Regions from separate parts of the Gossypium hirsutum genome. Here all the other regions are linked to region 2. The links are chromatin contacts, called in public Hi-C maps. All regions are on one chromosome and are shown on one strand. Each heading gives the region's core, a stretch centred on a gene start, on an enhancer-like site or on the middle of the called end of the contact. The rest is flanking DNA. Distances are from core to core; before and after follow the strand shown. Region 1 holds the start of LOC107917982 (ganglioside-induced differentiation-associated protein 2). Region 2 has its middle 14 kb from the start of LOC107917984. Region 3 holds the start of LOC107917986 (elongation factor 1-alpha-like).

Evidence for each region. A called contact is a pair of places that touch in the nucleus more often than the background predicts.
Region 1: a Hi-C map of leaf shows a contact between it and region 2, with 4 times the contacts expected there. The contact joins the promoter of LOC107917982 here to the enhancer-like site in region 2. A contact is called at or near these places in 7 of 34 Hi-C or Micro-C datasets (callus and leaf).
Region 3: a contact with region 2 is called in a Hi-C map of leaf, with 2.5 times the contacts expected there. The contact joins the promoter of LOC107917986 here to the enhancer-like site in region 2. A contact is called at or near these places in 5 of 34 Hi-C or Micro-C datasets (all in leaf).

The regions. Positions count from the first base shown.
Region 1 is chrA01:21,155,357-21,158,082 of Gossypium_hirsutum_v2.1, reverse strand. It overlaps LOC107917982 (ganglioside-induced differentiation-associated protein 2), which reads left to right and starts at 1,470. Exons shown (of 3, transcript XM_016847446.2): 1 at 1,470-1,698; 2 at 1,780-2,044; 3 at 2,322-2,726. The coding sequence starts at 1,560. The coding sequence ends at 2,541.
Region 2 is chrA01:21,274,478-21,277,422 of Gossypium_hirsutum_v2.1, reverse strand. No RefSeq gene overlaps it. Among protein-coding and RNA genes, the nearest start is that of LOC107917984, 14 kb to the left of the region's middle. Within about 2 kb of position 1,407, at least 6 of the 9 cell types and tissues checked have an H3K27ac peak or open chromatin away from gene starts, as enhancers often do. A contact at or near this core is called in leaf, where this site is marked.
Region 3 is chrA01:21,359,947-21,362,714 of Gossypium_hirsutum_v2.1, reverse strand. It overlaps LOC107917986 (elongation factor 1-alpha-like), which reads right to left and starts at 1,295. Exons shown (of 2, transcript NM_001327146.1): 1 at 834-1,295; 2 at 1-750. The coding sequence starts at 1,295.

The DNA of each region.
Region 1 (2,726 bases), core at 221-2,720, 120 kb after region 2:
AAAATAATTAATATATTATAATTAATGCATGCACACTTCAGAAATTAGTTCTCTTCTAAATGTTGGAATGAGCTTTATTTAAATAGGTAATGTACACCATTAGTTGCTAAATTATGGATAAATTTTTATTTTGTCACTTAATTAAAAAGAGTTATAATTTGGTCATTAGACTATTTGAAAGTTTTCGTTTACTGGACTATTAAAATTGATGCTACATGGCTTTCTTTGTTTGCACTATCTGCATAAATCGAAAGCTTTTTTTTTCTCTTCTATTTTATAGTTCAATTTTTTTTCTATAAAATAACTTTGGGCGCCATAAATTTATGAACTAAATTTCAAAATTATTCTTTCTCTAATCTCCAACACTGACTGTCAGAATGACTTGGATATAAGATATGTTTTACTTGTTGAAATGTCGAATTGTTGCTTGGAGCTTGTTGGCGGAGCTTTTTTTAAAATAAACAAACTTAATAACTTAGTAACTTAAATAAAAACTTTTGAATAGTTCGATAACTTAAATGGAAATTTTTGAATAATTCAGTGACCAAATTACAATATATTTTAATTAATTGATAAAACAAAAATTTAATTAATTTACCCTATTTAAATTTACTATAGGGATTTGATAAGACCAGGGGCGAAGCTAGAAGAATTTTTTAAGGGGATCAAATGAAATTTTAATTTTTTATAATTTATATCTTTATAATTTTAAAGGATTAAATTGAACTTTTATAATTTTAAGGGGGTAAAGTATAATTTTATCTTTATTAATTTAAATTTTTTAAAAAAATTAAAGGACTTAAATAATAATTTTATATTTTACGGGCTGACCCTTGCAAACCTAGATTCTCCACTTGATAGGACTTCCAAACATTGGAAGAAGTGTTAATACAATTTATTTGTGATTTTATTTCCCTTTCGATATTATAATTAAGGTTGTGAAAATATTGAAAAAAACTAAAATATGGTTTCAAACTGCAAGTGTTAAATTCGGTTCAAATATATTTTCAATTGTTTTAGAAAAAATGGCTTTCAAAAAATAAAAAATTATCCTTATTCAAATTGAGTTTTAATTCTAGTTAATTTAATAATTTATAACATAAAAATAAATATTATAGATTTAAAACTATAAAACGTAAATTTTAAATTTTAAAAATCGATTAACAGATAAAATTAGATTAGTTAATTTATTCCTTCTAATTATTGCGTTATACTGCAAAGAGGATTGACTTGGTATAAATCACAAAAATTAAGGTGTAATTAACGTTAAACCGAGGCAGTAGGAAAGTCCAGATAGAACCATGGAGGCTGGTGGACCCAAACGTGTCAGTGACTCAAATCACAACTCCACCGAGTTAAGACAGACTCACTTATATCCAAAACGGAAGATTCTTGGGAATATACCGTCTTCATAACCCGATCTGTCGCGTGAAAAACTCACGTTAAGGATAACGGCCCCCCCCCCCCCCCTCTTCTCTTTCCTATATAAAACCTGCTCTCTTCTTCCGCATTTACCCAACACTTTTTTAAATTCTCAGCAAACAAACAAGCCGCCAGTCATGAGTAACATCTCATCCTCTTTCACTCTCTCCCAATGTCAACAACAACATCTCTTGGAAAAACTCGATGTCTTCAACGTCAAAGGCAGAGATAAACGCGGTCGTAATGTTCTTCTCATCATCGGCAAATACTTTCCTGGTACCTTTCTTGGTTTTTTTTTTGCAGTTTTCTGACCATTTTTTTTCTTAATTATGTTTTTTAATTGGGGTTTTGTAACAGCTCGCATGGTTAGTAGTGAGGTTCTGAAGAAGTATTTAGAAGAAACGATTTACCCCAAATTAGGGGCAAAACCGTTCTCGGTGGTGTATGTACATACAGATGTTCAAAAGAGTGAAAATTTTCCTGGAATATCAGTTCTTCGATCAGTCTACGATGCTATTCCGATGAACCTCAAGAACAATCTCGAGTTTGTTTATTTCTTGCATCCTGGATTACAGGCCAGACTTTTCCTTGCCACCTTTGGCCGTTTGTTTTTCGACGGAGGGTGAGTGAGGGCTTCTTCCCCTTTTTGTTTTCTTTCTGATTAGTTGGTGAAGGTCTATTTCGATTTTTTATAAAATTATAAAATTTCAAACTAGGATAACAAAGCCACCCCCCTCTGACCCACTTTAGCCACTGAAAAAGGATGATAAATTGATAATGATAAAGGATAACAATACCCATAGTGCTTTTTTTCCGTCTTTATTGTCCATCCTCATCCACCTTTTAGTTGAAGGGTCATTTTAAAGGTAAATGTAATGAATGATTGAATTGAATGGCAGGTTGTATTCTAAACTTAAATACGTGAGTAGGCTTGACTTTCTATGGGACCATGTGAGGAGGTTGGAGATGAAAATACCAGACTTTGTGCATGATCATGATGAAGAGCTGGAGTACCATCCCATGATGGACTATGGGTTAGAGAGCGACCACCCTAGAGTTTACACTGAGCCGCCCTCCATGGATCCTATTTCGATGTACTCTATGAGGTGCATAGCTTAAGCTTTAAGCCCGTGCTGAAAGGTTGAAACTTTAGATTTGTAGTTGATACGTTATGGGTTTTGCTTTTTGATAGAGGAGTTTTGGTGTTCATATTGTATAAAATGGGAGTTTGTAAATGGAACCTTAAGACGTCATTGGCAGAGTGAGCAACTGAGTGATCAAAAAATCTATTCGGCAAAATGGAT
Region 2 (2,945 bases), core at 158-2,657:
CTATTATGGGCGGCACAACAAGAGGGAATAAAATTAATTTCATTTTGAGCATTGTTATATTTAAACTTGGGACCTTTAATTAAACTAAAATTTTATCATTGAACTAATAAATTTATTCTTATCAATGAACTAACGAGAACAAAATATAACCTAAATGAAAGCATAAAAATAATAAAAATTCAAAAGAGAGCATTTAAACACAAAACCTCAAACAACATCTAAAGCATTTAACCATTAAAATAGATTATTGTAGTTAACATAATTAAACCTAGAAATTACAAAATTTGGAGCATGACATCCATCAAGCTATTAACATGCTTTACTCTCTCATCATTAGGGGCTTTCTTAGTTCCAGAGGCAGTCGTTGCCTTGGTAATAAAGCGAGGGGATTTGCTAGGTTCGAGTAATTTTATTGAAAAAGGTCTCGGCCTCTAAACAAAAGATGGCAGAAGGGAACCATGGGAGCTAAGGTAAGTGGTTTTGCGGATGAAACGAAGATGAGAACTAGGTGGCTTAGTTAAGAAATTTGTGACGGCAGCCATTAAACTCCCTTTAGAAGTTCTCTCGGTTCATGGGACAAGTCGGGTTTAGACTGAGCCAATACAAAATTTCAGTTCTGTTTTCTAAGCTTGGGCTAGGTCAAGTTGTATTCGGACTGAGTCAATACGAAATTTTAGATCAGTTTTTTATGCTCAGACTTGGTTTAGCCTGAAAAATAGAACTAAAATTCTACCCAAGCCCAATCCATATTAAAAATACTAAACTCAAGTGTAGTCCACTCGTATTAATTTTTTATTATTATTTTACATAAAAAAAGTTTTTTTAAAAAATATAATACATTAAGTACACTAAAAACATTAAAATAAATGTTTTCCAATAAATTAAAAACAAAGATAGTGGCAACTTAACAAGAAAATGTCTCTAAAATAGTAACAAAATTAACAATAAAATAAAAGTTAAATAATATCCAAACAATAATAACAAAGTAATTGCAATATAATAGCAAAATGGTAGCAAAACAATAATAAAACAACAGATTCGAGTCAAGCTCAAGCAAAAAAATCTTACCCAAAGCCTACCCATTTAGAAAATGAGCCTTATTTTTTGTCTAAACTTATTTTTCGAGCTTATATTTTTATCTAAATTTTCTCATATTTTGAGTAGATCTTCAAGTTTAGGCGGATAAACAAACCTTTTAAATTGTTTAAGAAAAAAAGTGAATATGGGATTAGGATGTGATGTAAAATTCTAATCGATCAAATATGCTAAACTCTAGTTTTTGGTTTTTTCTTTTTGGGTTCACTTTTATCTACGTATTTCGTTTTTTTCATGTCTTGTATTATAATTGGGTATGATATTTGAGCCCTTTGAGTATGGTTGCCCTTTGTGCAGTAGCAATCATTTTAAGGTTACTATTCAGACCCGAGAGTTTAGATATCTAAAAATCTCCTAGACTGAAATCGATTGGGCTTGTATGAAATGAACCATTTGGGTTTAGTTTCTAGTTGTAACTTTGAAACTCAAGAAAATTGCAGGCTTGAGGGTCAAAGTTCATATTTTGCTACAACATAACACCACCTTAAATTGTTATAACCAATGTAAGGGCATGTTGCAAACCATGATTCCAGGGAAGTTGAAGTTCACAACGGCTCAAGCAATTGACATGACTATCTCTTGATTGGAGAGTAAATCAAATTGTATAACAAGTAGTTGTTACTGATCAATTGTACTATCAGAATGTACACTGTAACACTGAGCAGCCATGGTTGCTATCCAAAAATTGGCCTCTGGTCAAATTGTATGCCAGCAAAGTTAGTCAGATGCACCAATGACCATCAATTGGGTGGTTTTGTTGAAGGATTTGAGATTTGGTATTTTAGGTATTTGTATAAAAAATTATTTAATATTATAATCTTATTTTAATAATAAAAATTTAACATTGATAAATAAATTTTTTTAAGAGTAATAAATGTTTTATACTATAAAATATTAGTATATATTTAAATATTGCTTAACTTTATTTATTCCCTCTAAATTTAATGTGTTACTATACACTTTCATATATGTAATATATACAATTTCTAATTAAATTTTAATTATACATTAATTATTATTAAATCTATATAGGATATTAGTTATTTAATAACTAATATCTTATTATAAAATAAATTTTGAGAAAATAATTATATAATATTTAGTAACAAATATAATTTATATTTATATTTGTTTCATAGAAAAACAACTTTCAAAAATTGCTTTAGAAAAATTTACCGATAAAAAAATTATTTTACCTAAAATCATTGTAATGTTAGAAATATTATATAAGTTAACTTTTCCAAAAAAAAAATTATTTTTCAAAAATAATTTGTAATCAAACAAAAACAACCTAATTTTATATAAATTATATGATTTCATTTTATTAAAAAATTGAAAAATAAATCTAAAATAATATTATTTATAATAAAATAATTTCATGATAATAAAAAGAAAAGAAAAAAAAAAGAAGAGGATTTGATTAACTATTGTACAAATATTCTATCCATAGCATATAGATGGGACCTATCAGGGACTTTGTTCAACTTGGAATTTCTGGTTTCTATAATGAGAATCGTCATATTTACGGTAAGAGTGAATTAAAATATTTTATATTAAAATAATATATTTTTAAATAATAAAAAATATTATTAATAAAGTGACGTGATTTTGTATTTGATTCCCAATTAATGATTTTATTTAAAAATTATATAAAAGGATGAAAAGATGGAAAATTACTTTTATAATAATAATGATTATCCTTTAGTAATTTTACAGCTGAGTTGGTATTGAGTTGACTCGTGATATTAACTCAATCAACCACTTTATATATAGCATAGATTTGAAGCTTATATAAAAGTATGAAAACTTATAAAAATATTAATTATCTTTTAAAAAAATAATATTTTAAT
Region 3 (2,768 bases), core at 46-2,545, 85 kb before region 2:
AGAGAAGGTCTCCACAACCATGGGCTTGGTAGGAATCATCTTAATCATACCAGCATCACCGTTCTTCAAGAACTTGGGTTCCTTCTCAAGCTCCTTACCAGATCGCCTGTCAATCTTGGTCAAAAGCTCAGCAAACTTAACAGCAATGTGTGACGTGTGGCAGTCAAGGACTGGGGCATATCCATTTCCAATTTGTCCAGGGTGGTTCATAATGATGACCTGAGAAGTGAAGTTGGCAGCCTCCTTAGCAGGGTCATCCTTGGAGTTGGATGCAACAAAACCACGCTTGAGATCCTTAACAGCAACGTTTTTAACATTGAACCCAACATTATCACCGGGAAGTGCTTCTGTAAGAGCTTCATGGTGCATCTCAACTGACTTAACTTCAGTTGTCAGACCAGACGGGCCAAAGGTCACAACCATACCAGGCTTCAAGACACCGGTTTCAACACGGCCGACTGGAACAGTTCCAATACCACCAATCTTGTACACATCCTGAAGTGGGAGACGGAGAGGCTTGTCTGAAGGCCTCTTGGGCTCGTTGATCTGGTCAAGAGCCTCAAGAAGAGTAGGGCCCTTGTACCAGTCCAAGTTGGTAGACCTCTCAATCATGTTGTCACCCTCAAAACCAGAAATGGGAACAAATGGAATCTTGTCAGGGTTGTATCCCACCTTCTTCAAGTAGGAAGAGACTTCCTTCACAATTTCATCATACCTAGCCTTCGAGTATTTAGGGGTAGTGGCATCCATCTATAAAGAAAAAAATTAGCACAACAAAAATTAGCTTTGAAGTATCTCAATAACACGAAATGAAAACAGATAATGATTTTTACCTTGTTGCAACAGCAAATCATTTGCTTGACACCAAGGGTAAAAGCAAGCAATGCGTGCTCACGAGTCTGACCATCCTTTGAGATACCAGCCTCAAAACCACCAGTGGTGGAATCAATAATCAAAACAGCACAGTCAGCCTGTGACGTACCAGTAATCATATTCTTGATAAAGTCACGGTGTCCAGGTGCATCAATCACAGTGCAGTAGTATTTGGTGGTCTCAAATTTCCACAAGGCAATATCAATGGTGATACCACGCTCACGCTCAGCCTTGAGCTTGTCAAGCACCCAAGCATACTTGAATGACCTCTTGTTCATCTCAGCAGCTTCTTTCTCGAACCTTTCAATCACACGCTTGTCAATACCACCAAGCTTGTAAATCAGGTGGCCAGTGGTGGTTGATTTCCCAGAATCGACGTGGCCGATGACCACAATGTTAATGTGAGTCTTTTCCTTACCCATTCTGATTCACTGTACAGAACCACGAAAACAAAAAGAGGGGAACAGTTGAATCAAAATATTTTCAAAAAAACGTACATATGAAATTTCACATGGATCATAAATGTAAATATTTTAAAAACTGCCAGAAAGCAAATCTCTAAACTCAGAGCTACGCTGATTCAAATTAATAAGTCAGAGATGAAGAAAGACATGGTCTCAACTAAGGTTATGCTGAATAATAATAAAAAAGACGCTGAGAAGACAATATTGTAACCAAGGCAAACAGTGTCATCCCGAAAAATAAGTAAACAAAATATACAGAAAAATAATTTCAGATCACATTATTATCTTAGATTCAATCCAAAAAAAACAAGATCTGTCCCGAAATCAACATTGAAAGAGAAAACAAAAATCGAATCTCAAATAAAGATTGAAATCAACATACAAATCACAAATTTCAACACAAAAGGAATCCATCTACACATATAAACAAAGCCTCATATCATTATCTTAGATAAAATAATAGAAGAACAGAAGGGAAAATGGGATGAGAGACTACTAACCTTGAAATCGAGGCAACTAAAAGCAATAGACGGCGAAGGAAGGAACAAGAAAATGAAAATGAAGAACTGGTTAAGAACTAAGGGCTCTGCCTGCTATATATATTGAGCAAAAGCAACAAGAGCTAGGGTTAGGGTTACACAAGGAGATTCAATTACGATAGTTTTACGAAATTGTCCTTGTATTTCGTTTCATTGACTGCAGTCAAAGCCGGGGGTTCTCTGGGAATTCCGTGGATACTAAGTGCATCCAAACTACAGGCGAAACGTCGTCATTTTGTATTCCACTTATTTATTAACTAAAATGACACATTTAATTATTTCAAAAAGGATTATACAATTAATTTTATTTATTTATTTCACGTAAAATAAAATAATTAAAATATTTTATAATAAGATATTATTCATCGATAAATTTTAATAGTTTAAATAATATAAGTGCAATTTAATATGAATATAAAATTTTAGTTAATATTTATTGAACTTTATTTTTTTTAAGATTTAATGAGTTTGAATAATTTTGAGAAATTGTAAAAATATCATTTGTTTATTATATTATAAAATCCGACGTTTTAATATGATTTATTAGTATATTACTATTATTATAAAAAGTAATTGTAATTAACTATTAGTTAACTTAGATATATCTTTTAGAAGTTTTATCAAAATAATAATAATCAAATATATAATTGATTAATAAAAATTTAAATTTATAAAATCATTTAGTATAATTACATAAATTAAAAATAATAAATTTCACATTTATTTTTTAAAAGGTATCATAAACACAACTATAAATTTTTTTTAGAACAAGCAATAAATAAATATAAAATTGTATATCTTTATTAGAAAAAAATTTCATTGCCATGTACAAATCTTTTAATTTGGTTAAAATTAACTTTTTTTTAAATTTATCGAAAATGTAAGTGAAAAA